Linked DNA regions of Mus musculus: regions 1, 2, 4, 5, 6 and 7 are each linked to region 3. The links are chromatin contacts, called in public ChIA-PET and HiChIP or PLAC-seq maps. All regions are on one chromosome and are shown on one strand. The core of a region is the stretch at or near the end of the contact, and the rest is flanking DNA. Distances in the headings are between cores, read along the strand shown. Region 1 overlaps Lclat1 (lysocardiolipin acyltransferase 1). Region 2 has its middle 15 kb from the start of Gm30420. Region 3 overlaps Xdh (xanthine dehydrogenase). Region 4 holds the start of Lbh (limb-bud and heart). Region 5 overlaps Lclat1 (lysocardiolipin acyltransferase 1). Region 6 has its middle 7.8 kb from the start of E330032C10Rik. Region 7 has its middle 16 kb from the start of Gm30476.

Region 1 (3,726 bases), core at 308-2,807, 740 kb after region 3:
GATACAACTTTGTAGTTGTTTCTTTTTGTACTGAGTGTATTTCCTTCTAAAGCTCTTTTAGAAAGCCTTACTTGTGGATATTCAAATCTATGACCTGTTTCTGCTCCTCTTTCAATGTCATGTTTGTGTTTCATTCTACCACACATGCTCATAGCTCATTCACTGTCAATGTTGAATTGTTTCATAGTGTTTGAGGGGTTGGATTTTTTTTAATCCCCTTTGATCAAGCCTTTCTCCACTAGTTATAAAATAAACTAGGACTTACATGTAAATGGTTTGGAATTTAAACTGAAGTTGGGCATAAGGATGTGCTGTAGTCTTGGTTTCTTGCGTTGGGCGGCTAGGTAGAGCTCCCTAACCAGGGCTGGCCAGTGCTGTTGCTGGACCTGCTTCACAGCTGCAGTTCCTCCAGTGTGCATGGAGACAGGAGGGCTGCTGAGGGAGGCTCGCTGGCTTCTGGTGTGGGAAACACTAACTCAAGGCATAAGTGAACAGCAATAGAGGAAATACAGGGCATGTTCTTCTATGCACGAGCCTACCACCACAGAAATACACACAGATTATTCATTAAAGCACTTCTCAATGTTTCTGCTGGTTTGTTTAAAATTAAAAGCTTTATGGGCTGATCATGGTGACACATGCTTTTAACCCCAGGGCTTGAGAGGCATAGGTAAGTGGATCTCTGGTTTTCTGATAAAACAGAGTAACAGTCAACTTCTACCTCATTTAACAGAAAGAAAAAAGAAAGTTTTTCATTCAAATGAAAAGCAGAAAAGACAGGGTGAATAAGCTCTGTGATGGTTTGTATATTCTTGGACCAGGGAGTGGCATCATTTGGAGGTGTGGCCTTGTTGGAATGGGTGTGACCTGGTTGGAGTGGGTGTGTCACTGTGGGTGTGGGCATAAGATCCTCAGTCTTCCACTAGCAGCCTTTGGATGAAGATGTAGAACTCTCAGCTCTGCCTATGCCATGCCTGCTTGGATGCTGCCATGCTCCCACCTTGATGATGGAATGAACCTCTGAACCTGTAAGCCAGCCCATATTAAATGTTGTTTTTTTATAAAACTTGTCTTGGTCATGCTGTCTGTTCACAGCAGTAAAACCCTAAGACAAGCTCACAGCTGAAGAGGATGTTTTAGGTAATGGACTGTCACCCCCACAAGATGGAACTCTCATCTGTCCTGTTCGTAATTACATCAAAGAATCTGCCTGTGTCTTGAAAACACCGGTGAAGTGAATTTAAAGCTAATCACTTCTGTTTGGCAGAGGAAATTCTCAGACAAGAGAGCATTTTATTCTGTGGCATGGCTACTTTTTACTAGATTTACCCAGGTTTACAGTTAAAAAGAGAAGAAGAAAAAGTCAGGATAGATCCAGATAGAGCTAGATCCAGGATAGCCAGAGCAACAGAAACAAACCCTGGGAGTGGGGGTAAGACTTAAAAGAAAATGCAGTCTATTGAGGAGGAAAGAGCTCAAAAGTTAAACCTTACAGCCACAGAAACACCTGGCTGTGCTCTGTGACAACAGGAAATGAGCCCAAAGAGAAAGACTTTACCCATTAAGGGCTCCAACTTGTGAGAAGGAAATTTTACTTGAAAAGAGAGCCTGATCAGGAAATGTAGCTGAGAGTGCTCCCCTTGCCTTGAAAGCAGCTGTCTGGGTAAGTGTTCTCCAGTATAAGCACGTGGAAGCTGATAGCAGTGCTCCAAAGGGGACCTAGTCACATCTCAAGCTGGTAGAAGAATGTGACAGCATTGTCCACGTAGGACTGGCTTTGCTGGCACGACAGATGCAAGAATGAAGAGGCCCTAGAATCTACTTCAGAGAGCAGCTGAGGCCAGGCAAGGTGTGGCAGGGCAGACACCTGCAAGCCTAAGTGTCTATGGAGATCCAGGATGTTGAAGAGGTCAGAACCTTTTGTCAAGTGTATTTCATTACAGAATAAGAACAGAACGCTTTAACTGCAAGTGTCCATAAAAGAGAAAGAAGAGAAGGAGGAGGAGGAGGAGGGAGAGAAGGTGCTGAGAAAGCTGGGAGGACCAGGCTGCATGCAGTACTGCATTTATAAAGCAGACACATCTGTATAGAAAACTGAAAGCACAAGTAACGGCAAGAGGGGAAGGCTAACTTTTAGAAGTGATGGTTGCGAGTTTAAGAGCCCTCACTACAGGATTCATTTTTCAACAAGAAAAATACACTATAAATGATTTAAAAGTCAATGGTCAGGAAACCCTCCCATGCCCACCCCATGTCCTGGAACTCACTCTGTAGACCAGGTTAGCGGCAGACTCAGAGATTCGCCTGCCCTTCAAGTGCTGAGATTACAGGTGTGAGCCACCACCACCACACACACAGCTGTTTCTGTTCATGTAAACCTACCCAAGCACCACTTCAGGAACTGAGTCAACCTGAATCTGAAGGGCCCACGGCAGCCACAAGACACGTTCACCCTGACGGCAGGCGCGCTGCCTGCTGCCTCAGTGATGAATGGCGATGAAACAGGATGGAAAGGGGCCTTACCAATCAGGGAAGACTGTTTCCATTCCTGTTTTCTTTTTCAGACGCTAAACACCTGGCCTCCCTACCAAAACAGTCTGACAAGCCCAGTAGCCTAAGCAGAAAGAAGAATTCACTGTTGCTAAGGAGAAAGGACTGGAACAATCCCCAAGGGAAAGACAAGCACGCACTGCTCACTGATTGGCAGCGGCCTCTTCCCAGTACCAGAGGAGGCAGGAGCTGGGACTAGAAACCAACAGCCATCAGCTCAAGATGAGGGATGCTCTCAGAGCACCATGATGACCTTGTAGAGTGCCGCCTGCCCCATGACTACGGAACACTGAGTGCACTCTGATCTTACCCAATCTGTTCGCTTCATCTGCACAGAGAAGTCACATGTCTTTTGTAAGTTCCTAATCTCTGTAATTACTGGAAAGAACTGAATCAAACCCGCCTCTGAGAAGTTAGGAAGCTGTTCACTGTTAGAAGCTTTGTGGGGTGGGTTACATTTTTACTTAATTTTTTTTCATACAATCTGTTGATATTCTTTCCCTGACCCAATAGAATCTTAATAGGCATCACTGCTTTATAAAACACAAAATGGATATGCAGAATAAATTTAAATAATGTAAAAACTCTTCAATCTTTAACATTTATATATTTTTAGATATAAAAAATATACCTTTCATTATATGAAATATAAAAGAAAATGCATGAAGAACATAGAAAGAAGTTCGTATTTTCTGTGAGGATCCCTATGAGGGTTTGCTTTAAGGACATGAATATTTGTATTTCTGTTTTCTATTTCTCTCCTTTTTTACATCTGGAATGCTTACTATAGAACACAGAATATTGTGTTTCTCCTGAGAACTAGACCTCCGATGCTAACTGAGTTCAAGAGACAGGCCACCCCAGCACAAGCAGGCGGACCCCTCTCTGGTGCACAACTTACCACAGGAAGTGTGAGCCATGTAGCCACAAGACGGCTGCTAATCCAGCGATACCACGACAGGTTTATAAACATCAAAGGTAAAATGGGGCCGAGCATAAAAATACTTCCAAAAAAGCTTCCAGCAAACAGGAAGAGTATAAAGTAAATCCCCTTCCATGACACCATGATTCTGGAAAATAAAACAAAAACAAAGAGTGTATTTTATTACTATACATTTGCTCTGGAATTTCATCACAGTTATGTATACAATAATCTTTAAAGACAAAGTTACTGAG
Region 2 (3,846 bases), core at 879-3,378, 900 kb after region 3:
CCCGGGCCGTGCTGCTGCCGCATGTTTTATCCGTAGCTGTCTTAGTCTGCATTTCCAGAACATCAGGGTCCTTAAGAAGCCTTAACTGTGATATCTCAACACGTTAAAAGCCAGACAATTCTTTAATACAGTCATGTTCAAATTTGTCCAATTTTCTCATTGTTTTACGGCTTGGAAATTTATTTCTCAATATTTGTTTTGGTAGAAAACTTGTCAAAGACTTAAAAGTAGTTTATCAGTGTTAATTTTTTTTTTCGTGTCAAGGATTCATCCAGGGAGCTTGTTAAAATGAAGATTTTCAAATTCCACTTGGTTGTAGAGGCCCCAGATATTCTCTTATCTGTGCATCTCTATCAGAACTCTGGCCACTTTTCCTGTCCTTGTTAAACTTTTTGTCCTTCCTTTTTTAAGTGCCTTCTTATGTTGTTATATATTGTGATTTAGTTGCAGGGAATATATATATATATATATATATATATATGTATATATATATATATATATACATATATACACACACACATATATACATATACATACACACACACACATATATATGTATATATATACACACACACACACACACATATGTATGTATGTATGTATAAAATATCTCCTGCTCTCCTTGTCTGGCATTTGCTTCTGCCTGGAACAGGCTCTATGGCACCCCTTACCCCTCTTCCCTTAATTGTCTCCCATCCATCTTGGGGTGCCTGGCTTAGCACTGTGTCCTCTCTCTTGCCTTCTCTAAGTATGATTGTGGGTCAGATGTGCCTCCTGTCTCCTCTCCAGGGCCTCATCTTTCCTTCCACAACAGCAGCTTTGTCACAGTTCCTGGCCCTGCTCTTCTAGAAGACCAAAAACTCCCTGAGAGACTCTGTCATCTTGTTTACCCATGTAGGCCAAGACCCACCACGGACCTGGCCCACAGCCAGGGTTTGGCAAATCATCATGGAAACGGAAACCAAATTCAGATGAAAGTTTATTTCAGCCACATAAACTAGGGACAGATCCACTAACAGAAAACACCCAAGCTTTGACTGTGTACTGTATAAAATCTCAAGCATTCTCATGTCTGGGCAAAGCACACACTTTAAACATCTATTTACGGGATGTTTTAAATCACATTTGCTGGCTACGTGCTGTCTTTTCTTGGCATCCACGGAGAGCTATGCAACAGTTATCATTGAAGAATTGAGAACAGCAAAAAAAGTTTCATCCATTAACTTAGTTCTTTCCTTTCATTGGGGAAAGGTGCTCACCCTCCATATGTATATCTGGATCAAGGAATGGCAGCCATGTTCCCTCTTCAAATAGAGTCTCCTGGTGCCATTGCTTAAAGAGACGTCTCCAGCCTTCCCCCAAGCACACAGTTCTTTCCTGTCACCTTTCCCTGCTTCTATGAAGCACCTTCTCAATGTGAGATTACCTATTTGTTCTTGATTCTCCCACTTACTGCTGGCACCCTCCCCTTATAACTCTGGGAGGATGCTGGAGGGGGACTCCAAGCACTCCAAGTACCTTCTTCTAGTCAGCTCCTGGAAGGTCTACCATTCTCTTGAACCTGACTTGGAGTAATTCTCTAATCATACTCTGCTCTGAAAATTAGCCATTCCTTCTGCTTCTGCTGAGAAGTCGGGGCAGGTAACATTTTCAGAGAACTTTCAGTGTCCAATCCTGATATAAGGTTGTTTTTCCTAAACTTTCTCAGCCATTAGAGAGCTACAGCATTGCCTCGTCCTGTTTGGACTTTTGTTTCTCACAACCATTCGATCCTCTAACTCTTCCATGTGTACCAGAAAATGGACAGAGAGCACAAGGCAGCCTGTATTCACCTTTTCTGTGTGGTGGGCTAAGAGTCACTTTGTGCTGGGAGCCCTGGAGCCCAGGAGAAACGGCTTGCAGTTTCCTCCTCCGGTCACCAGGGGGAGATGTACATTCCAGAGTCCTCCCCCAATGCTCTTTGGGAAGCTGGGAAAGTAGATAGTGTGTCCCTCCTTGGACATCAAGCTGCACACAGGCAGAAGGACCTCATGATTACATAAACACATTAAATGGAGACCCACAGCCCTTCAGAGACTCACAGGCAGTCACCAGTGGGGAGGCAGGGCAGGAAGTGGTTTCGAGAACCACTCCCTCTGCTTTATAGACCAGAAAATAAAGGAACCTCTCTGGTTAAAATCAGAACCAGCTAGAACGCACTCTGCCCATTCTCCCTTCCCGTTCCACTATGCTGATCCATCTTTGATTCTGGCGTATTCTGGGTGTGGGTATCTCCCGGTGTGGAGAATGGCTGGACACAGACCAGATTCCCCTGGAAGACAATCACGGAGAAGGCAGGGAGGGAATTTAAGACTCGATTTTGAATGCCTTGCCTTGGATCTTGATGTTTAATAGTTTTGGGACGAGGCCAGGGCCCCAGACTCAAAGTCACAATCATAATTTGGTATGAGTATCTCTGTACTGCTTTGCAGCATTAAGGATTTGATGAGGTAATCCTAGCACACACCTAACAACGCTGAGACACACCGTAGATAAGCGCTGTTTAGTCAAAATTGAGTTTTGAACAGACTGGCAAAACCGAGGGCAGAGGTGGGACAGTATATGTCCACAGGGTTTCTCCAATCATTACAAATAATCCCGAACTCTCACAGTGCCGATACAGCTAGTGTTTCGGGTCTCCTTTAGCGAAGCATTTGCTTCGTGCTCGTGGAATGCTCTGCTCTTCGATGCTGCCATGACCATGGCCATCTCTGGGGAGTCGGCGTTGGTTCTCTGAGCCGCTTGCACCCCAGGACACGAAGTTCAGTATCCCCAGCTCTTGACTTGATTATGGCTTCAGGAAGGACGCCTCTTTAGGATGTTTTGTGCATATTCAGCAGCAGGGCAGCTACCGTGATATATGTGACACTCCTAGGAGGCATTGACAGGTTTGACTATACACAATGTTACTCTAGCCCAACGGAACCCAGACTGGCTAGTACCATGATGAGGCAAGGTCATAGGTCAGGTACCAAGGCATTCAGATTATTTCCTCCCTGCTACAGGTGCACGAGGCTGAGCAACCATCTGGGAACAAGGAAAAAGGGGTCCAGTGACACCCATTCACTCTCCTGAGAGACTAGCCCAGATGCATAGGCTCTGGATAGTGGGTCGTCCATGTCTTCTGCGGGATAAAATGGCATCTTTGTCTCTCATGGGATATTTATTCACAGTCTCTTGAAACCTCAGAGCAGTCTGCTTTCCTCAGACACAGGTTGTCCAAATGTGCCCCGAGGCAGAGTCTTTGATGCTTGTCAAGTAGGTTTGAGTGGGTAGAGGCCAAGCTACCCACCACCGTCTCTTCAAAATGTCACCCCTTTTGGTGGCTTGCACGGTTGGTTTTCAGTGCAATTGAAATTCCATACCTAAAAAATATGTCTGTAAAATGGCCCATTACGGACAAAGGTATGATTGTGGATCCCTGTCCTAGGTGACCTGCATGAGTTATTGTTTCTCACAAGAGCCCTTTGAGTAGACACGGCTAGTTCCACATCAAGCACAAAGAGACCAAGGCTCAAGAAAAGAAAGAGATTTGTTGCAGGATTTTCCCTGCCCAATTACATTAGGGCAGCTGAAGGCCTGTGATTGGACAGGGAAAAGGGAGGCGGAGCTAAGAGTTGAGAGAGCCAGTGTCTGAGAGGAAGGGGAAGGCAAAATGGAAGTGGACATGAACCAGCATGGCTATAACCAGCCACAGGTAGTTATGATATCATAAGTTTAGACTAATTGGGATAATGCTTTCATCATTATCAATTGGCTCTGAAAATATTGTATTGGCATCTTGTAAATTGAGATTTTATTGATACA
Region 3 (4,239 bases), core at 1,704-4,203:
TAAGTTATTAGCAGGCTAACTAGTTTTCTTACAGGAGTGGTTGATTCCATTCTGAAAGATATGTTTCCAATCATGCTTGCCAAACTCTCTCTCTTTTTTTTTAACCTTGTATAAAACTTTACAATGTTCATCTTAGAAATCCCAGGTGCCCAGTGGCCTCAGTATTTAATGTTACTCTGGCTGCCTTGATGGGAGGAGGATTGGATGGACAGACATAACTCACAGAATGTTAGGACTTTAAGACCCTTTCCCATCCCAGTTGGTCACCAGAGGTGACCATGAACAACAAGGGGTTCTTTGGTGGACTATTTCCTTTAGCAAGTGTTCTGGTTCGCGCCTCAGTTGCTGTGATAAAACACTGCTCAGGAGCATTTTGAGAGGAAAGGGTTATTTCGGATTACAGGTTCCTGTCTGTTCTTGAGGGAAGCCAAGGTGAGACCCTGGCAGCAGGAACTAAGCATGGAGGAACACTGCTAACTGGCATGCTTTCTTTGGTTTGCTCAGCTATTTTCTTTATACAACCCAGGCCCATCTGCCTAGGAATGGCATTGCCCACAGTGCGGGTAGGCTCTCCTCTATCAATTAGCAGTGAAGAAAGTGACCCACAGTCATGTCTACAAGACAATCTGATGGAGACAATTCTTCAGTTGAAGTTCCCAGATGTGTCAAGTTGACAATCAAGATTAGCCACCACAGCAGGCATATCCCTGTACAGATCTGGGCTCATCAGGGGTCTCTCATTGCTTCCCCCAGGAGAATTATATATTGGTGGCCAGGAGCACTTCTATCTGGAGACCCACTGCACCATTGCCGTGCCGAAAGGCGAGGCAGGCGAGATGGAGCTCTTCGTGAGCACACAGAACACCATGAAAACCCAGGTCAGCTCAAGGCAGTGACAGGAGAACTCCTAGTGGACCAGGTCGGGCAGAATAGGAAACAGGAAGAAGTAGATACTAGATATAGATCCTAAGAGGGACATGAGTATTAGTCTTGGAATCAGAGCCTGTTCACCACCAGGGACATTGAACTTGCCATTTAACATTAACTAGTAAGGTGGGGCTTGCTAGCGTCATTTCATCAATCAGATACATTTTAGAACTTGCACTAGAACCTAGGGAGTCTTCACTTTTATAATTCTGAGGCTATGTGGCCAGCACATACCAAGGCATATCCTGCCCAAATATCTCATTGTTTAAAATCAAGTATGGGACCATGTGATAACCATAAGGACCATTAACTTAGCAGATACAGCTGTCTGTATATGATATTGCACATGCACTATCAATACAATACAATACTAGGTGTATGTACATGTACTAACTGGTACATGATATTGGTTGCCAGGATTTTTGGTATCTACTCTTACCATTCTGACCTAGAAGTCCTTGCCAAGTGAGATGATTTTTTTTTTTTCACCCTGAATGCATGCTGTTATCTTGCCCTTCTGGTAAAAAAGGAAATATCCGAGTTGCCTGAATTCACTTGGTGGTGACCAGTGAGTGCTGGATCCTGGCACCAGTCACCACTGGGAGGTGGGGAAGATGTTTACTTCAGAAATTTCAGAATTCATAGTAGTGCTTAGGCCCAGGCATGTTGGACAGGTTGAGGTCAGGCCTTGAAAAGGTCCAGAGGATGTGTCAATGCAAGGTTGTTTTTCTTCTTTTGTATAGAGCTTTATTGCAAAGATGTTGGGTGTTCCAGACAACAGAATTGTAGTCCGAGTGAAAAGAATGGGTGGAGGCTTTGGAGGGAAGGAGACCCGGAGCACTCTGATATCCACAGCAGTGGCCTTGGCTGCATACAAGTGAGTTTCTAGGCCCCCTTCTCCTGCTACAATGCCAGCTGGTCAGGATGGCCTTCTAGAGTCTCCCCTTGTTGAAAGTAATTGTCCCTACTTTGATTTCTCAGTTTTCTCTGTTTCAAACCCTTGAACATAAGGGCAGGGATACCCTCCCCAGCTTCTTTGTACATTGTATTCATGGCTTCTCTCTCCACCCCCACCCCCCAACTAGCTTAAGCTCCCTAGGAATAAGGTGAGGACTCACAGCCTGGCATTTCCTGTGTTCTTCAGCACAGCACCACCACTGAAAAGCTCAGTGTGTAGATGGAAAGCAAACCTCCGTACTGTTTAGCATCCTGAGACACACGGGGCTTAGGCTGCAGGAGGCTTACAGGTTTCTAACCTCCTTGATCCCCCGCTGCCCCAGGACAGGCCGCCCTGTACGTTGCATGCTGGACCGAGACGAGGACATGCTCATAACTGGTGGCAGACATCCCTTCCTGGCTAAATACAAGGTGATTGATCTGTTCTGTCTACTCGGGTAGGATAAATGGGTGGGATGGACCAGGACAGACAGACAGACAGACATGGGTGATATTGAGAATGACTCTCCTTTCATCAGGTGGGCTTCATGAAGACTGGGACTATAGTGGCACTGGAGGTGGCTCACTTCAGCAATGGCGGGAACAGTGAGGATCTCTCTCGGAGTGTAAGTAGTATCTGCCTGCCCCTAGGAGTGACTGGAAGGCCAAGGGTGTGCTGCACAGTCTGGGGGCATCCCTGCCAATTATTTCTGTATAGCCACGTAACTAAATCTTCCTCACTTTCAGCTTCCCGTCCTTGGACAATCTCTAAGCAGAGAATGACCATATTATATCTATGATTAGTAACTCGTCCTTTCTGTTCAAGATATTTGCCATGCTAGCCCTATTACGTATACATCTTCAGGTGTGTGTGTGTGGTGTGTATGTATGTGTGTGTGCATGTGCATGCTCATGAAAAAGACAAAAAGATGTAATATTTGTTTATAAAATAAAAGCTTTGCAAAAATTAAGTTCAGAGAGCTTAAACGAGCAAAGAACACTTTACAAACCAGTCAGCTCAAAACAGAGGCTCAGAGAGGTGGCCAGGTGGCATTTGTAGACAGGAAACGGAAGTGACTTTTTACAAAGTAAAGCATACTCAGGGAGTTAGGTTGCAGGGCATCCCATCCTGGTGCAGAGACATCCTCTGATGAAATTCAGTTGTGTTCAATAATATACGCCATGGACATTTATCTTTTCACAGTTCGAGGAGCTAACATAGCTTTAGGGAGGACTTTGCTTTCTGTCTCCCATAAGTAGAGTACTGGACACTACTTATGGTGTCCAGTAGCTGCTTTTGGCTTGTGCTGAGTTCTTCTACCTCCTTCCTAATTTTCAGTCTAGTATCTCTGTATCTTGAGAAAGGGGCACAGCGACCTCTGACTGTAAGTGCAGATTTCCTGTTCTTTCATCTGTTCTTCTTTGAGCCCTTGAAATTGTTAGTTCATCTGTATTTCCTCTCTGTTGTTTGAGACCAAACCAACGAGTATGCTTTGGGGAAACTGACGTTTTATCATTATATAATCTCTCTCTTATAATGTTTTGTTCACAATTCTCCTTTATATAATGTTACTAAAAGTCTGTTTTGTACCTTTTGTTTAATATTTACATGCTATATTTTCTAAACTTTTGCTTTCAATCTACCTATATTATATTATGATTACTATTATTATTGAAATGAAAATTTCAAAGAAATATAGTTACATCATATTTTTAAATGTACTCTGTTAATCTCTGTCTTTTATTTGTACTGATTTATTATTATCTTTTGAAACTTCAAAGCTCACCCCCTGTGACACACTTCACCCAACAAGGCCACACCTACTCCAATAAGGCCACACCTCTTAATCCCTCCCAAGTAGTGCCATTTCCTTATGATTAAATGTTCAAATATATGAACCTATAGGGGCCATTCTTATTCAAATAACTGTACCCAAATACTACTGGAAGGAAGGGGATGGAAAGAGCAAGAGAGAAAGTTATGTAGTCTGAGTTAGAGGTCAAGGAAGCATAGGGTATTGTAATTGTGAACACACAGTAGCTGTGGCTCCAAGCCTGCTAAAGTCTGACTAGCTACTGAACAGCAGGGATATGGTGAAGGCCTTGGTTCTTTATTAGACCCTTGGCACCATCCAGAAGGAAAGTCAGTAAGAGGTCTTTTTGCTAAGTGAGCATGAAAGTCCAGGGTCTTATGTGCTTTACAATGGCTTTATTTAGGGTGTGGGTAGGGCTTTATAAATGGCTACAGGTGGTGAGTGGTGAGTCTTAGATCCATACCTGACTTTTTGTGATACCATCCGAACAAGAGTGTTGGGGCACCCCAATGGAGCCTCATGAAAATGGAAGCATAGGTTTCTGATGAGATTTTGCAGATGT
Region 4 (3,849 bases), core at 757-3,256, 990 kb after region 3:
GTAAAAGTCTAGGCAGGGGTAGGCTTTAGAGAAACTACATCTAAGAAAACAGGAAGACACGAATCTTGTGTGTGTATATATATATATATATATATATATATATATATATATATATATATATATAATCTTCTCCGGGATCTGAAAAAGCTGCCCTCACCACTGTGTGATTTTTAACAGATCATAGAACCTCTCTGAGCTGCGGGGAGCCCTGTTTATATCCAAGATGCAAATGATTGCTAATAAGGCATAATCTCACGGTTATGTCCGAAGGGGAAAATGTTGCAAACGTTGTAGGAAGTACCAATTAACAAAATAATCATAAACCTTAATGGGTGAGTGGGGGGGCCAATGTCCCCATGGGCTTCTAACATCTCGACCTTACTACATTTTGAGCGGGGTGGGGGGTTGGGGGTGGAGCACAAGGCCTCCACCACTCTTCAAAGCCTCACCCATATGGCAACTGACTTGTCTGCACATGAGGGGGTACACAAGCTTCAGGTGTAGGGGATTTTTACTTTGTTTTGAAAGTCATTGGCCCCTCTAATCACAGTTAAACTGGGAGGGGGAGGAGAGACTAAGAAAGGGTGACTGTCATGGGGGCAAGTTTAGGGTTAGAAGCTAGACTTTAACAATTTCCTCCCTAGTCTGGAAAAGCTGCCTCCAATCCCTGAAAGAAGAGAGTCAATAGCATTACAGGGTTAAGACCAGGGTCGTCGTCTCCTGTAGCGGCGTCTGTTCCTTTTTGGAACTGTGGCGCGGGCCCAAAAAGTTAAACTGAGAAACACGAACTTTCAGAGTTCCTGGGCTAAGCAGAATAGCGCCGCTCTCCCCGGGTTCAGACCTTGCATTGGACCCGGGTCTGGCTCTCCAAGGCTGGCACCTGCGAGCGCGCTCCAGGACCACGGGTGCTCGCCTCCCTGTAGCGCCCCTCCTCTACACCACAGCAGGAAGGAAGAAGCAGCTGGCGCGCACGTCCCAGCAGCTAGGGGCCTGTCCCCCATCCTTCTCGGCTCTGATCCTCCACACCCGATCTTCCCCGGCTGCAGGCAAATCTCTGCAGCCCCCGACTCAGCAGTGGCCGGCTTCTTCCAATCTGGCACTGGGAGAGCTTGCTCCTTCCTAGCCCCGGCCCTCCACAAAGGCGCGTTGGATTTAAGGGACAACGGAGAGGGCAGGGGTTGTGAGGGTGTAGTTTGCACCCTGATGCTTGTGGCTTGTTTGTGCGGAGAGCGTCTCCCCAGCATCCTCCCTCCCCCAGAAGCTCTGCAAACCCAGCGGCTGCACCAGCTCGGCCCCTCTGCAGCCATCCTCGACGCCGAGACTTGCGTGCAAACAAAAAGGAGAAGGGGAGGGGCCCGGGAAACCGGAGCCCCCTGCACCAAGCAGGACTCATCTCCTGTGGCCCTCAGCGGACAGGGTTTCCTTAGGGGGCTTCAGGTGGGACCCCAGGTTCTCCCCACCCAACGCCACCATATCCACGCCCTCTGGCCGCCACTTAAGTGAAGGTTCCGAGTTCACTTCCTTTGTCTGGATGCTCTCAGCACCGCCTCCCCCAACCTCCAGCTTTGCAACCTTGACGTCGACTCCTGCAGGGGCTGAGGCTGGCGGGTTAACCCGCACTGGGTGTCCGTGCCACTCTCCGGCCTCGTACCCGGAGCCGGCACTAGGAGGCTGCCGGGCTGCGCAGCCACCCGGGTTAAACTGGCGGCCGCCAAAGGCGCAGGATACTCACCAGTGAATGGGGAAATATACAGACATGAAGTCCTAGGGGAGGCTGACCCACGCCCTTGTGATTAAGAAAAACAAAACAAAACAAAACAAACAAACAAACAAAAAAAAACCAGTCACTGAGTCCTGAATGAGATTGGCAGGGGCGCAGAGGAGAGCAGCGGGCAGCCGAGAGCGGGTACTGGGCTAGCGCCGGTCCGCCTTCCGGAGACAGCCTCGCTGCCAACGGCGTAGGCAGTGCAGACCAAGCTCTCCGCTCTCCACCGATCTCCGGGTCCCACAAAGAGCCCGGGAAGCAGCATTTATAAGGGAGGGGCGGGGCTTGTCGGCGAGCGGCCCCGCCTCTCCTCGCCCACTCTTAGAATAACGTCACCAAAATCATGAATGGCTTCAGCGCTCATAGCTCCCGCGGGCGGCGGCGGGGACCAGCCGGGCTCTGCACCCTGCCTGAGCTGGCTCCCAGCAGCTACGAGCCCGCCCCCCTCCCCACCGTTGACACACACGCGTGTTCCCGAGCTGGAGTTCAATGTCAACGCAGCTTCCTGACCATAAATCCGCAGCGTCCGCAGCCCCCTCTCTGAACACAGGGACTCTAAGGGCTACGGGGATGGGTGGGCGTGAGGAAGGAATGGGGGCCCACGCGGGAAGAGACAGATCGCCGGGGGAGGGCGCCATTCTTCCATCCGAGCGCCCGCTGTCGGGTTCTCTGTGACTTCCACATCTCAGGACCCTTCACTGGTCATCCATGCAAAGTAGGCCTCTCTTGGACATTATCGCCTGTGGCATCCCGATCGTGGCGGGGCCGGGGGAAAAAGGAAAAGATGGGAAAGAAGGCTGCACAGCTGCGGGGCTGGAGGCACCCATGCCGGAGGGGGCATTGTTGGCTTTCTAAAAGTCTGCGGTCCTGGAGTCCATGGAGGGTTCTGTTTGTGGGAGAAAGGATGTGGTGTCTTACTAGGGTTTTTCCGTTGCGCGAGCGCGCTTGCGTGTGCACACACACACACACACACACACACACAGAGTAGCATATACGGTTTGCATTGGGAGTAGAGGGTGAGGAGAACGAGCGGAATACAAGTACACCCGGCTAGCCTTAGCTCCCAGAGCCCATCTGATAGAAAACACAGAGTTGAGAGACTGACTCCTTCATAGCCCAGGAATTGCAGTTCCGGTGTCTATCTTGGAGACTAAACTGCTGTGCAGCCCCTACAGCCAGGAAGAACGGAGTCTGACTCAGTACCCAGCGCTGCCCCGCTGTGGCCTCTGTTTCAATTACTCTTGTAAAACAGCTTCCTAACCTTGACCTATGTGCATAAAGGGACTGGGGAAAGGGAGAGCCGTGGTCGAAAACTAAACACAATTAAATGTGATTTAAAATAAGTCTGCACCCTGAAAGAAAAGCGTACTGGTTATATCCAGCAAAAAGCTGCTGGCATCAAGAGACGAGTTTTCAGTAGCAGGGGCCACGCGGATGTTGAGAAAGAGGACCTCATAATTTTCAGCATCTACTCTTTCTAAGAGCAACTTTGCAATAACTGCTTTCCCAACTATGCGTACCTATATACATCCTGAGTAAAAACTGGAGCGTCCTAAAAGAGCCGTATTTCATAAGCCCTGTAATCAGAAAAACGCAGGAGGCTGTCCTTACCCCCTTGAGACAAATGAAGCGCTGTTTGTGCTCTTCAGGACTATTCGCTTCTGCTTCTGACCAGGTGACAGGGGTCTGGCGGAGGGTGGGGCTTTATGAACAGGGGCCAAGGGAAGATGGTCCGTGGTGTGTTATTAATGGAGGGGCAGCCTGAGCCTTTTAATAGAATGGGAAAGTATCTCAGTGCCATTGGCTGACATGTGGCATATTGTCACCTGGGGAGCCAAAGAGAAGCCAAAGTCTAGAGATCTAGATTCTAGACCGAGCTTTCCTGGAAACCCTCTGAGGGTGGGCCCTGAGGCAGACCCTTGGGTTAGCAGAAGAAAACCTTCTCCCATGTTTGCCCATACAATCCCTCACAAGACCTGAGATGAAAGGCAATGGATGGTACCATCGTGACCTGTCACAGACACATGCATGTTACATATTTGTGATTATTACCTATCAAACCCTCTCACCACCTCCTCACACCA
Region 5 (4,214 bases), core at 223-2,722, 780 kb after region 3:
CACTTTGAATAAAAGCTAAGTCACTGCCCTACACAGGAATTTACCATCATCTAGGAAGAAGGAAGTTTGAGACCTAAGGAGGAACCAGAGTAGATACTATAGACACGTATTTACAATGGCCTAGGGGGAAGGTGGACTATACAATAGACTAAAATAGGAACTATGGCAAAGGCACGAAGCCCTTGCCCCTGGCTTCTAAGATTAAGTGGACCTTAGGTGGAGCTCTTTTTAATCCCAGTTGTTAACAATGAATTCTATCCCAGGTGGTTCCTGTTAGACCTTCTGTGTTTGCATTCCTCTGTTTTGTGTAAGAATCCAGTAACCTCTTTGTACCTTGCTGGTGTGTCACCCAACTTCCCTATTTTCTTCTGTATAAAAAGTTTGATGCTCGATTTGACAAATTACATTCAGATTCTACACAACCTCTCCTGTGTGCATCTGTCTGTCATTCCATCCAACGCTTTGCCCACCTGCGACTAGAGACCCGTTCCACGCAAAGGGGCCCAGAGGGTCTGCGGCAAGGTTTAAACAGTGAAGCACAAAAATACACTAACTTAGAAAGTCATCGATGAAGTAAAAGGAGCAACTTATAAAACGGTAAATGAAAAAAAGGGGGAAAATCGTCCCAAACTTTATACATGATGTTTATGTATTAATAGAAGTCATAAAAAAACAACAGCAAAAAAAAAAATGATACGGGAAAGAAGTGGTAATATAAGTTAGTGAAAAACATGGGTACAAATTGTGTAACTATAATAAGACTGTGTGATTTTTAACTGTTCTTTATATATTATTTTTCCCCAAAGTGGATTATGTTACATAGCACAGCTAATTTTCAAACCAAAATCAACTAAAGTTTCTGTGTCTTCAAAGACAGAGGACAAGTGACCAGCAGCAAACCTCTCTGCTCTGGCAAGTTGGGACAGTGCCATCAACCCACTCCACTGAATGAGCCACACATGGTAACCATGTGAGTTCACACACAATACACTTTACAATACTTATCAGAACTCACTCAAGCTAAAGAACACTTCCTTCTTCAGACTGGCTTTGGAAGTTTTATAATTTAAAGCTTCCTTTGGTAAGCTCAGATAACATATAAAATGGTAAACCAAAATAATATTTATGCATTGTTTTTAGTAAAATTGTGACTAACATGCTCACCCAATCTTATCACTGGTTGACCCTACAACAGCACTCGGTATGTTTAAAAGGTGGGCAAGAAGCAAGATCTGGCAAAAAAATTCAGCTGGCAAAAACATAGCATAACTTTTCAAGACTCATCTGAGGGCAAAATACCACTCTAACACAAGAAAAGGCTCCCTCCATGTAAGGTGCAGTAGCCTTTGCCATCAGCTCTAATACCACATCTCCTCCAATCCCTTTGCTCCCATTTTTCTGTGCATAGACCATCACCTGCTGAGCCACAGCTCTCGAAACCTTCCAGTCTGCAGGACAGCCTCCAACAGCCCTGCTCCATGCAGCTGCTCCTCTTTTGACCTCCAGAACTGCTCACGTGGTTTGTGTGTGCTATTTTTATGCCAACATCCTTTTCCTGACCTCCCATTATAGTTTACAAGGGGCCAGAACCCACATATTGCATCCCCTGTAGACACAAAGTGGCCTATCCAAAAATACAACAAGTGGTTACTTAGTTCATACAAAGTCTGGACAGTGATGTCACTTTGGGACTTAAGTGACTGCATAAAGAGTACAGGTATTGTCTTAGCCAGGGTTTCTATTCCTGGATAAAACATCATGACCAGGAACCAAGTTGGGGATACAACTTACACCTCCACTCATCATCTTCTGGATCCCATAGAGGGATATTTCTTACTGGCTTGCTTCCCCTGGCTTGCTCAGCTTGCTTTCTTATAGAATCCAAGACTACCAGCCCAGAGATGGTACCACCCACAAGGGGCTCTCCCTGCTTGATCACTAATTGAGAAACTGTCCCACAGCTGGATCTCATGGAGGCATTTCCCCAACTGAAGCTCCTTTCTCTGTGATAACTCCAGCCTGCGTCAAGTTGACACACAAAACCAGCCGGTACAATTATTATCCTGCAATAGGGGAGCAACTGAAGCTCTGAGCTCAAAAATGATGGTGAAGCTCTGTAGCCCATTCATGTAATTCCAGCACATGGATATACACATGTGTCTTATGCTTCATATCAGACCCTGTCTCAAAACAAAATGAGATAAATGCAAAGATCACACCTGCCAGTTCAGAGGATGGTTTTAATCCCTAAAGCAAGAATGGCAGTTGGCTCAGCACAAAGGTTAAGAAATGAGGTCTGTGGTCAGAAAACAGAGAATTCTCCCATAAACATCTAGCTCTGTGGTCCTGAACTAATATGACTGCACCTTTCCTACCAAAAGGACAAGGGAGATAACAGCAGGCTTGCCCTTCCTAAGGGTACTACATGAAAAGATGCAGAGTCCACTGCCACAGTTCCTGAAGAGACACACACTACACTCTGACACCAGTCAGATGCCTTGTCAGTTTTATTGATTTTGACACTCATTTCCTAGAAGTAGCATCAGATTCAACACCAGCCAGATGCCCTACAATTAATTCTATTTAATTCTGATACTCTGCCTGGGAGTAAAATCAGATCAAACTAGGTAAAGAGCAGGATCCAACAATACCACTCCTACTTCACATACCAATGGGCTTGTGTATTACTCAAGGTTCTCTAGAGTTACAGAACTTATGCAATGAATACATATACTAAATATATATACATATTTAAATATATATGTATATAATACATAAATATATTTATGTACTATCTATAGTATATATTATATAACATAAATATTACATATATACTTATAGCCTATATAAATAGAATGTATATGTATCTATACAATATATTATAAATATATAAACATAGATATTATATAAATATTTCATGTTCTATAAACATATATTTTAAATGTGTATATCCCAAATTTAAAATGTTTTTGCAGTTGTATGAAGGATAGTTATATATTAGGTTTTATGTTATAGTAACATATGTTACTAATACCTAGCTATTACTTTCAATTGGATATTAATCATGGCATAAGAAGATATGATTTTGTGTCAAGTTGACAAGGGGTGGATTGTGATGGCTATTCTTGGTTGTCAACTCAACTATATCTGGAATAAACTACAGTCCAGAAATGGAGGACACAATTGTGATCCAGATCTCAAGGCAGAAAGACAACATGTTTATTTTATTTATATATATATTGAGAATGAATTTGGCTCAGCTAACTGAGGCAGAAGTGGTGACTGGGAATTTCAAAGGGACACTGAGCAGGTAGGACCTAGAGTTGTGAACAAAGCCAGAATCATTTGCCAGTTATCCACACAGATAAAGCCATGGTTCTTCAGAAAATTGGACATAGTACTACTACCTGAGGACCCAGCTATACCACTCCTGGGCATATACCCAGAAGATGCTCCAACATGTAGTAAGGACACATGCTCCTCTATGTTCATAGCAGCCTTATTTATAATAGCCAGAAACTGGAAAGAACCCAGATGTCCCTCAACAGAGAAATGGATATAGAAAATGTGGTACATTTACACAATGGAATACTACTCAGTTATTAAAAACAATGACTTCATGAAATTCTTAGGCAAATGGATGGAACTAGAAAATATCATCTTAGTGAAATGGCTCAGTGGGTAAGAGCACTGACTGCTCTTCCTGAGATCTTGAGTTCAAATCCCAGCAACCACATGGTGGCTCACAACCATCTGTAATGAGATCTGACACCCTTTTCTGGTGTGTCTGAAGTCAGCTACAATGTACTTATGTATAATAATAAATAAATCTTTGGGCCGGACGGAGTTGACGGGAGCAAGAAGAGGTCCTAAAATTCAATACCCAACAACCACATGAAGTCTCACAACCATCTGTACAGCTACAGTGTATTCATCATATACATAAAAAAAAAATCTTAAAAAAAATAGAGGTAACCCAATCACAAAAGAACACACGTGGTATGCACTCATTGATAAGTGGATATTAGCCCAAAAGTTCAGAATACTCAAGATACAATTCACAGACCAAATGAAGCTCAAGAAGGAAGACAAAAGTGTGGATACTTTAGTCCTTCTTAGAAAGGGGAACAAAAGACCCATGGGAGGGGATACAGAGACAAAGTGTGGAGCAGAGACTGAAGGAAAGGCCATCTAGAGACTGCCCCACCTGGGGA
Region 6 (4,032 bases), core at 691-3,190, 650 kb after region 3:
TCACCCTTCTTTCATTGCAGTAGTTACAATATCTGACTAGAAGAAGCTTACAGGGTATTATAGTTTCATCTGTGTTGTGATAAAGGAAACTCTGGCAAAAATCAACTTTGGAAAGGAAAGGGTTTATTAAGGGAACATCAAGGCAGGCACTGCAGCAGTGAGTGACATCATATCCACAGTCAACAGCAGAGAGAAATGAATCCATCTTGCTGCCTACTTTCTCTTATCTAGCTTTTTCTTATCTTGTATAATTTAGGACTCCAAACCCCCAGGGAAGGATGTCACCCAAAATGGACAAGACACTTCCCAAAAGACATAGCCATAGGCCAACTTGATTAAGGTAACTTACTAAAACTTTCTTCCTAGCTAATTCTAGTTGCCTCAAGGTGACAATAAAAGCTAACCATCTCAAGACAAGATTTACAGTTCACAGAGATACAATCTGTCACACAGGGAAGTCACAGCAACTGAAATATGTGGAGACTTGTCACCTTGCTACATTGTTTGACTCGTCACATTGCTACATTGTTTCTGTGAGCAAGCAAAGAGAGATGACCGCTGATGCTCAACTGACATTCTCCTTTTCATCCAATCTGTACCCCAGCTCATGAAACTGTATTGCACATTCTTCAGCTAGCCCCTTCTAGAAATACCCTGATAGACACAGGGATGTGTTTCCATGTTGATTCTAAATCCAGTCAAGTTGATGGTGAAGATTAACCATCACAGGCTCTAAGGAACCATGTATGAACTGACACATATACTCGTGTTGGCTAGCCTTGTGTCAACACAAACTAGAGTTACCTGCAAAGAGAGAACCACAATTGAGAAAAATGCTTCTATCAAATCCCATTATAGGCGGGCCTGTAGGGCATTTTCTTAGTGGTTGATGGGAAAAGGCTCAACCCATCATAGGTGATGCCATCCCTGGGTCCTACGTTCTATTAGAAAACTAGCTAAGCAGGCCAGTAAGCAGGACCCCTCCATGGCCTCTGCATCAGCTCCTGCCTCCAGGTTCTTACCCTGTTTGGGTTCCTGCCTTGACTTCCTTCAATGATGATCAGCAATATGAGAGTGTAAACCAAATAAACCCTGTCTGCCCCAAACCTGAGCAAAATGAAAGCCAAACTTGGATTTTGATCATGGGGATTTGTTGCAGCAATAGAAACCCTAACAAAGACGACGTTGCATCGCATTGTCTCACTGATATCAGACAACCCCAAGCTATAAGGTCACCACTGACTAGATAGTCACACTTCATTAGAAATGTCTTCTCTCTGCTCTGTCCCAGTAAACTTGTTCAGTCACAAGCATGTTTGGAAAGAAAAAGAACTTGGGCTGGTGAGATGGCTCAGTGGGTAAGAGCACCGACTGCTCTTCTGAAGGTCTGGAGTTCAAATCCCAGCAACCACATGGTGGCTCACAACCATCTGTAACGAGATCTGACTCCCTCTTCTGGAGTGTCTGAAGACAGCTACAGTGTACTTACATATAACCAATAAATAAATCTTTTAAAAAAATTATTTCTGTCAATTATTAAAAAAAAAGAAAGAAAGAAAGAAAAAGAACTGAAGGCAGTGGACTGATACCACAGTAGGTATGTTTGGTAAAGGTGTGTGTGTGTGGGGGGGGTCTGTGTTTGCACAACCAGGGTGGGCCTCTTTGGTTTCAGCTCCTTCAGCTACTTCCCACTTTCCCAAACCTCTGGCCCCCAGCTGACCGGCTGTGAGGTGCAGGTTAGCCCTGAGGAAGCTCTGAATCACGGTCTGAACTTCAGCCTAATGTCCTTCGCAGGCCTTGTCATTTGCAACCCGACCCACTTCTTGCTCTTCAAGCCTCCGGTTTTATGGCTGAAAACATCTGTATGGAAATGGGCTCTGCCAAAGCAGCGACTCCCCACCCTGCTTCTGCACCGGAAGTGCTGAGTGCTGGGTCGCTTCTGGCTGTTTATGACTGTTTGCTGTGGAAACGGCTGGATTCACCGGGCCCTTAGAGGCAGCAGGTGCAGAGGGAACCGGGAGAGCAAATGAGTTCACGAGAGAGTTCCTGTGCCTGCTTCTCACTGAGACCTGGAGGAGCAGAGAATGCAGCCAGATCCATTGAAGGACAACACAGGCATAAGAAAACCTGGGGGGAGGGGCGTGGCGCGGTGAGCTGGATATTAAATGACCCCCAGATGCAGGGCTGAGAAATCCCCTCATAGCTGACTCTGAGCTTGACCACAATATCTATCTATATCTATATATAGAGAGAGAATCCTTCTGGCTGACAGTGCTCCTTGCTTCTTTGCATGCGAGCCTGATCTCTTGCTCCAGCCTGCTGGGCTCTGTTGCTGGGCTCTGGAAAGCACATCTCAGGGATGCCAACCATTCAGAAATGAGCTTCTGGAAAGGCACAGCACCTGCCCACCTAGTCGGCTCTCCCCCTGTGGAGAAAATTTAGACAAGAAGGATCAAGAGAAAGGCAGAGAGACACTGGGCTCACTACGCAAATGCATGAAATCAGTTCACTAACTGTTCTTAAGGATACTAATAGGCCAGTGGGTTTTCAGGATAAGACTCACCAGGATAAGGTACCTACCCAGAGGTTTCCCATGAAGGAGGGGGTCCCACCACCAGGTGAGAACACAAAACCCCATGGCAGCTAAGGTATACTTTTACTCTAAGCTTAGAATGTTAAGCCCTTACTGTGCACAGAGTGAAGTGTTAGCTCTGTAAAGACAGATTCTGGCCCTGGGATCCTTACTGCTCTCTAGAGAACACAAACCCTTTCAGTGCTGTGAGGCCTAAGAAAGGACGTTGGAAAGGGGAGGGGGGACTGGTTAGCGTGCGCAAATCACCCTCGAGGGCGGCGGATAGGAGCTTGGAGTTTCATGTGGAGATTTCCCGGTCAGAGTTGAACCAAGTGCAGAATGGAGGAAGGGAGATGAATGGTTGAAGGGAATAGCTTTGCGTCCACAAGAAAGGTCCAAGAAGGCAACCTCTTCAACCTCATGTGTACACAGGGCCTTGTGTGCACAGCTAGCCGGGAGAGAGGTCCTCTCTGTGCGCATCTCTGGATAGCCACTGATAGTAACTGTCAATCAATGCAGTCGCTGACTGATGAAATGGGTCTTCCGTTTCAGAGTCAAAAGGCCCCTTCTCTGCTGGTATAGAATGACGAGTCTACAATGGACAGATGACAGGCTCAGAACCCATTAGTAATGTTGGCTTGCAGAGGCCAATTCAGCAAGTCCTCTGGAACCAGAATGAAGCCTAGGGGTGAAGCTGGGCTCTGCTCTTTCTGCTCCCTCTTAACACATAGCCAACTGTTCTCCGTAGCTACAGCTCCCGGGACCCCAATAAAGAGTTGTGTCATAGGAGAGATGGATGTCTAGAATGTTCTAATGTTCCTTCAAGGTCAAGGCCATCTGTGCATAGCTCATTCCTCTGCGGTAGGAATGGTTATCTGGACCAAGGTCAGGTACATGTCTTTAGTTTCTCTATCCTTCATTCTACCACCCATGGTGAGTTCACTGCCTTCCCCACCTGTTCCTTCTTTTGGAATTGAAGGGCTGAATTTGTTGGGAAGGGTGGCTTTAGAGGTCCTGGTGTTGGAGGTTTGAAGACTGCTTGCCAAGGTGCTTCCCAGAAGGTCTAGGAGACACATGTAGACCCGACTCTCCCTCCAGTCTCCATCCTTCTCCTTAGGATGCAGTTTCTGGAACAGCTGTGCAGAGCAGACACTGCTCTGAAACCAGGCCATGCATCTAACAAGGAGGGTCTCTGTGTTTCAAACTCTGTCCATTTCCTTTTTCTGAGTTAGCTTCTCAGACTTAATCCAGGATATTCCCTAAGAGAGAAGGCCTCTGTGTCCTGAGCTAACTCTCCATCACACAGCTGCCAGGGAAGATGATGAGGCCAGGATTCTCTGTGGCCTTCCTTTTCAAGCTAAGACTGCCAGGGTCTCTACTGTGGGGTTTGTGACCAGCTGCCTACATTTACACGAGATCTCTGTAAGAGGGGGTAAGCTGTGAAATACTCACAATGGAAG
Region 7 (3,953 bases), core at 12-2,511, 850 kb after region 3:
CCTGGGAGCCAATCTTCTCTTAGCAGACTTCAGATGAAGATGTAAAACTCTCAGTTCCTCCTGCACCACACCTACTTTGATGCTACCATGTTCCGGCCTTGATGATAATGGACTGACCCTCTGAGCCAGCGCCAATTAAATGTTGTCCTTATAAGAGTTGCCTCGATCATGGTATCTGTTCACAGCAATGAAACCCTAACTAAGACAATGAAAGGCAAAGGGGAAAAAAAAGCATGAGAGGGACATCAATGAAGGAGGAAGAATAAATCAGAACAGAAAAGAGAGAAGAAAGAATCCCAAAACAGTGGGGTATGATACAGCTATAGCAACATGAATTATTTTAGAACCTCCCAGGAAGAGAACAGTGCTTTTCCTCCCAATGTGATGAAGGTCCCTCCATGGTCCAGCTGTCCTCCACTCTTCCCTCAGAACCAGCTTAGCTCTCCTGTGGAGCCTGCACCCATTGTTCCTATTCAGGACATCAGTGTCTACCACCTAATTCAGGGCTGACATGAATCTTTCAAGTCTGTGACAGGCTTTTGTAAAACTCAAACAACACATAGCAAAGCAATTGCTCAACTGATTCCTAAGATGCCACCACCTGGGGTAAGTGCAGGCCAGCTGTTAAACAGCTGTCCTACATCAGCCCTCTGAGCCAGAGGTGGAGTGAGGCTGTAATTCAGCAAGATAAAGAGAAAGCTTAGAGGCCAGGGACTCACAGCAAGAGTTGAAGCCTGCAGAACTACAGCCCAGGCTCTTGGCCTGAGTTTTCTTTGTCTTTGCAGTTTTATTATAAATATACTCATAAAAATAAGTACCACTCTCCTTTTGCAAAAGCACTTTATAATTTAAGCATTTCCCATGCATTGTTTCATTTGATCCCTTTGCATTTAAAATTGTTTTAAAATTAGCTAAATGTCAAATGTATTTATAACCTCCCCCCACTTGACCTACATAGTTTGTACAAACATTGTCTGTTGCTTTCTTATAAATGTAGCACAGGAGGGAAAAAATGCCTTTGCATTTTTCCTCCCCTGTCTCTTGCAAAGCAGCCCTTTCTCTCCTCTGGCCACTTCTCTTGACACTGTAATTACAGGCTTTTTGTAACTTTGTTTTCCTGTCTGTGTCTCGGAGGTGGCAATTCTTTGTTCCTTTTCCACTTCCCTTTGAGAAAACGGTTTGTTTCTTGCACCTGTGGCTTGCCCCTTTTACCTCCTCCAATGTCAGCACAGCCAATTGTCACCAGGTTCTTCAGAACCTAAGGACAATAAGAAGCACAACAATTGTTACCTAGTCAACTCCTCCCTATAGTCCTTGGCCTGCAGCTGCCCTTCCATTGCCCCATATTTTATTGTTGGGAAGTAGCTCTCTTTTTACCTAACTGGGTAACATTGGAGGCTAGTGAACATTGGATCTCTCTTAGCAGATGTTCCCACAACTGTAATGCCAAAGTAGAGTGCAGCTCACTTTATAGGCTTGAAAAGTTAGAGGGGAGGCGTGGGATAGAGTTCAGCTGTCAGAGTACTTTCCTCACATGCATCAATCATCCTCAGCACTACCACATTGACCAGGAATGGTGGTCCTTGCTTGTAACCCCAGCACTCACGAGGCACTAGCGGGAGGATCAGATATTCAGGGTCCTCCATGCTCAGATACAGGGTCAGTTTGAAACTATCCCAAGCTACATGGAACCTTGCCTTGTCAAAAAACAAACAAACAAACAAACAAACAAAACCACATAGCTGCTACTCCAGAGCCTTATATCTGACATGGTGTGAGCACCCATGGGTGTCACCTCCCCGTCTCTCCATTGGCACACTCACCTCATTTGGAATCTTATGAACTCTTGGCTCTGGAATAACAAGCTCTGTGAGTCACCCCAGTCCTTTACCCCCTTGGGCCAGACACTCATCTTTGTCTCATTTAGAACATACAGAAACTGGAATGATAAAAGCCTTCTGCATCCAACAGTCACTGTGCGGTCAGGATCAAATGGAATACAGTTAAAGGTACTCTGTACAGTAGATGGAGATCTACCAAGAGATCTTCTAAGCATCAGGCATTCCTGGGCAAGGCTACACAGTCCTACTTCACTGCAAAAGTTTCTGTACCTTCTTCAAGACATTTTTAAAGCAGTAGAACACACATAAAAAGATACCATCTTAACCATTTTTAGTGTACAGCTTAGTAAGGTTAAGTATCTATATTATTACATTACTATATAACCAGTCAGTAGAAAACTTTTAGCTTGCAAAAAAAACTGAAGAGGGGAACTAAATGTGCTTAACCTGTACAAAACCAACATCTAAGGTACGAGCTGTTTTCCCCCTGAGAGCCCCATCTCCTAAGGCTGAGGGAGTTCATTGAGCTAGCCCATCCAGCAGAGGGCTGTTTTAGAGTTACCCAGTGATAGGCGCATGAGTTTCCTCTGGGCTACATTTTCTCCATAGGAAAACTCTCCCTTCCTGACACCTTTGCTACCGCAGAATTAGCATTTTGGCTTCTAGGGTTGGATACTTTGCCTTTTTCACTCTAAAGAACAGGCCCTTCCAACTCCAGAGTGGTGAGGACGGCTCATGCCTCCAAGTGCAGAAAGGCCTCAGAGAAGCTATGTCCACTTAGAGGAGTCACAGGTTCTTGAACCAGTGGGTTTGCTTCTGTTCTAGTTCATTTTCCCTTGCTCTAACGAAATGTAGGAAGCTCAATACCTATAAAGAAAAGGGTTCTATTTAGCTCACAGTTTTGGTGGTGGAAAGCCTGAACAGGGTTACCCTCCCCCGCCCCCCCCCCCCCCCCCCGCCCCCGTGGCTCCATTCCACTGGGTCAGATGGCCATGATGAGAGCTTTCATGAGCAGTGATGTATAACACTAAGTGAAACACTCTCCTCCAGAGGAAGGTTTAAGACCCCGGAAGTGAAACTTAAATGGCTTAGGATGTTCCCAAGATCCGTAAAGCACATCCCCGGGGTTATAAAAACAGCAACAGTCACTGAGGAGAAGAGATTCTCCAGTCAGCCAAGTTGACTAAAAGTTATTCGGGGAGCTCCAGGCAGGGAAGCAAACTTTGTGAGTTGTCACCCACGCTGGGGTGGATGTTTTGGTGAAACCCCTGTAAGTAATTCTCACTCACATTCCTGTAAGTAGCCTTAAGGCACTTGTTTGTTCCCTAAGCTAGAGTTGGGGGAATGCTTTCATGGGTCCGTCATTGGCTGACGTTTGTTCCTATCTCCCTAGGAAAAAAAATCACACAAGAGTCAGATGGTTGAATGGGAAGCCAGAGGATGAGTCAGGGACCAGTTTTGTTCTTTTGAGAATTCTGGGTGCCTCAAGAACCGCCTTGATCACTCCTAGATGCAACATCATTAGCCGCTGATCATATCTCCTAACACCTCCTACCTCTTAAAGATCCTACTGTCTCTTAATGCCATCATAACGGAAAGCCAAGTTTCCAGTACATGTACCCTTAAGGGACAAATCATATCTAAGAGAATTATGACTGGCCCAAATGCTGAAGATAAGTGACTTCTGAGTGCTCACCCTTAGGTGGGACATCTGTATCATACCATCTGCCCAAAGGTATGGGGACATCAAGAATGCAAGAGCTGAAGAATGGAAGAACGTTGTGAAATCCTGGCTTCTGGATACGACCTGGCCATTGCGCTCCTGAGTTTACCGTAAGCAGTTGCACTCACCTGCTACAACTGTCAAGTTAGCAAGATCCAGCTAACATTCCAATAGGCAGCATTAATTAGACACACTGGGTTATATACAAGAAAGGAGACGACATAAAGTGAAGAGAGGGATGAGGTGGTTGGTGTGCCTGGAGGAGTGGCTGGGGAATCGGGGATGCATATGATCAAGATGCATTGTTTACAGGTATGCAGTTGACAATAATAAAATAAAATAAAATAAAATAAAATAAAAACCATCCAATTTTAAGAAAAGCTCTAGGG

What was found. HiChIP or PLAC-seq counts read pairs in DNA pulled down with a chosen protein or histone mark. ChIA-PET counts read pairs in DNA pulled down with a chosen protein or histone mark.
Region 1: an RNA polymerase II ChIA-PET map of memory CD8 T cells shows a contact between it and region 3, with 7 read pairs. The contact joins two enhancer-like sites. A contact is called at or near these places in 1 of 15 datasets of contacts at CTCF or cohesin (the NIH/3T3 cell line) and 2 of 115 datasets of contacts at active chromatin or transcription factors (large pre-B cells and memory CD8 T cells).
Region 2: a contact with region 3 is called in an H3K27ac HiChIP or PLAC-seq map of large pre-B cells, with 4 times the contacts expected there. The contact joins two enhancer-like sites. A contact is called at or near these places in 2 of 39 promoter capture datasets (hippocampal neurons and pre-B cells), 1 of 115 datasets of contacts at active chromatin or transcription factors (large pre-B cells) and 1 of 9 other capture datasets (adipose tissue).
Region 4: an H3K27ac HiChIP or PLAC-seq map of double positive thymocytes shows a contact between it and region 3, with 5 times the contacts expected there. The contact joins the promoter of Lbh here to the enhancer-like site in region 3. A contact is called at or near these places in 9 of 39 promoter capture datasets (the 3T3-L1 cell line, hippocampal neurons, liver and 4 more), 1 of 15 datasets of contacts at CTCF or cohesin (the NIH/3T3 cell line) and 9 of 115 datasets of contacts at active chromatin or transcription factors (T-cell acute lymphoblastic leukemia, cardiomyocytes, craniofacial prominence and 6 more).
Region 5: a contact with region 3 is called in an H3K27ac HiChIP or PLAC-seq map of large pre-B cells, with 3 times the contacts expected there. The contact joins two enhancer-like sites. A contact is called at or near these places in 1 of 15 datasets of contacts at CTCF or cohesin (the NIH/3T3 cell line) and 1 of 115 datasets of contacts at active chromatin or transcription factors (large pre-B cells).
Region 6: a contact with region 3 is called in an H3K27ac HiChIP or PLAC-seq map of double positive thymocytes, with 7 times the contacts expected there. The contact joins two enhancer-like sites. A contact is called at or near these places in 3 of 115 datasets of contacts at active chromatin or transcription factors (astrocytes, double positive thymocytes and large pre-B cells).
Region 7: a contact with region 3 is called in a CTCF HiChIP or PLAC-seq map of the NIH/3T3 cell line, with 5 read pairs. The contact joins two enhancer-like sites. A contact is called at or near these places in 1 of 15 datasets of contacts at CTCF or cohesin (the NIH/3T3 cell line) and 2 of 115 datasets of contacts at active chromatin or transcription factors (the NIH/3T3 cell line and large pre-B cells).

The regions. Positions count from the first base shown.
Region 1 is chr17:73,161,717-73,165,442 of GRCm38.p6, reverse strand. Lclat1 (lysocardiolipin acyltransferase 1) reads right to left here. Exons shown (of 6, transcript NM_001177967.1): 2 at 3,452-3,620. The coding sequence starts at 3,616. Among named protein-coding and RNA genes, the nearest start is that of Lclat1, 56 kb to the right of the region's middle. Within about 2 kb of position 1,557, at least 52 of the 459 cell types and tissues checked have an H3K27ac peak or open chromatin away from gene starts, as enhancers often do. A contact at or near this core is called in memory CD8 T cells, where this site is marked.
Region 2 is chr17:73,007,258-73,011,103 of GRCm38.p6, reverse strand. No RefSeq gene overlaps it. Among named protein-coding and RNA genes, the nearest start is that of Gm30420, 15 kb to the left of the region's middle. Within about 2 kb of position 2,128, at least 85 of the 459 cell types and tissues checked have an H3K27ac peak or open chromatin away from gene starts, as enhancers often do.
Region 3 is chr17:73,904,260-73,908,498 of GRCm38.p6, reverse strand. Xdh (xanthine dehydrogenase) reads left to right here. Exons shown (of 36, transcript NM_011723.3): 21 at 754-878; 22 at 1,671-1,804; 23 at 2,208-2,295; 24 at 2,403-2,489. Among named protein-coding and RNA genes, the nearest start is that of Xdh, 44 kb to the left of the region's middle. Within about 2 kb of position 2,953, at least 22 of the 459 cell types and tissues checked have an H3K27ac peak or open chromatin away from gene starts, as enhancers often do. A contact at or near this core is called in double positive thymocytes and memory CD8 T cells, where this site is marked.
Region 4 is chr17:72,916,462-72,920,310 of GRCm38.p6, reverse strand. Lbh (limb-bud and heart) reads right to left here and starts at 2,006. Exons shown (of 3, transcript NM_029999.4): 1 at 1,733-2,006. The coding sequence starts at 1,758. It overlaps Gm30375 (predicted gene, 30375), which reads left to right and starts at 2,156. Exons shown (of 2, transcript NR_168598.1): 1 at 2,156-3,849.
Region 5 is chr17:73,123,834-73,128,047 of GRCm38.p6, reverse strand. All of the region lies in intron 1 of Lclat1 (lysocardiolipin acyltransferase 1), which reads right to left. Among named protein-coding and RNA genes, the nearest start is that of Lclat1, 18 kb to the right of the region's middle. Within about 2 kb of position 1,472, at least 14 of the 459 cell types and tissues checked have an H3K27ac peak or open chromatin away from gene starts, as enhancers often do.
Region 6 is chr17:73,256,734-73,260,765 of GRCm38.p6, reverse strand. No RefSeq gene overlaps it. Among named protein-coding and RNA genes, the nearest start is that of E330032C10Rik, 7.8 kb to the right of the region's middle. Within about 2 kb of position 1,940, at least 94 of the 459 cell types and tissues checked have an H3K27ac peak or open chromatin away from gene starts, as enhancers often do. A contact at or near this core is called in double positive thymocytes, where this site is marked.
Region 7 is chr17:73,051,064-73,055,016 of GRCm38.p6, reverse strand. No RefSeq gene overlaps it. Among named protein-coding and RNA genes, the nearest start is that of Gm30476, 16 kb to the right of the region's middle. Within about 2 kb of position 1,261, at least 48 of the 459 cell types and tissues checked have an H3K27ac peak or open chromatin away from gene starts, as enhancers often do.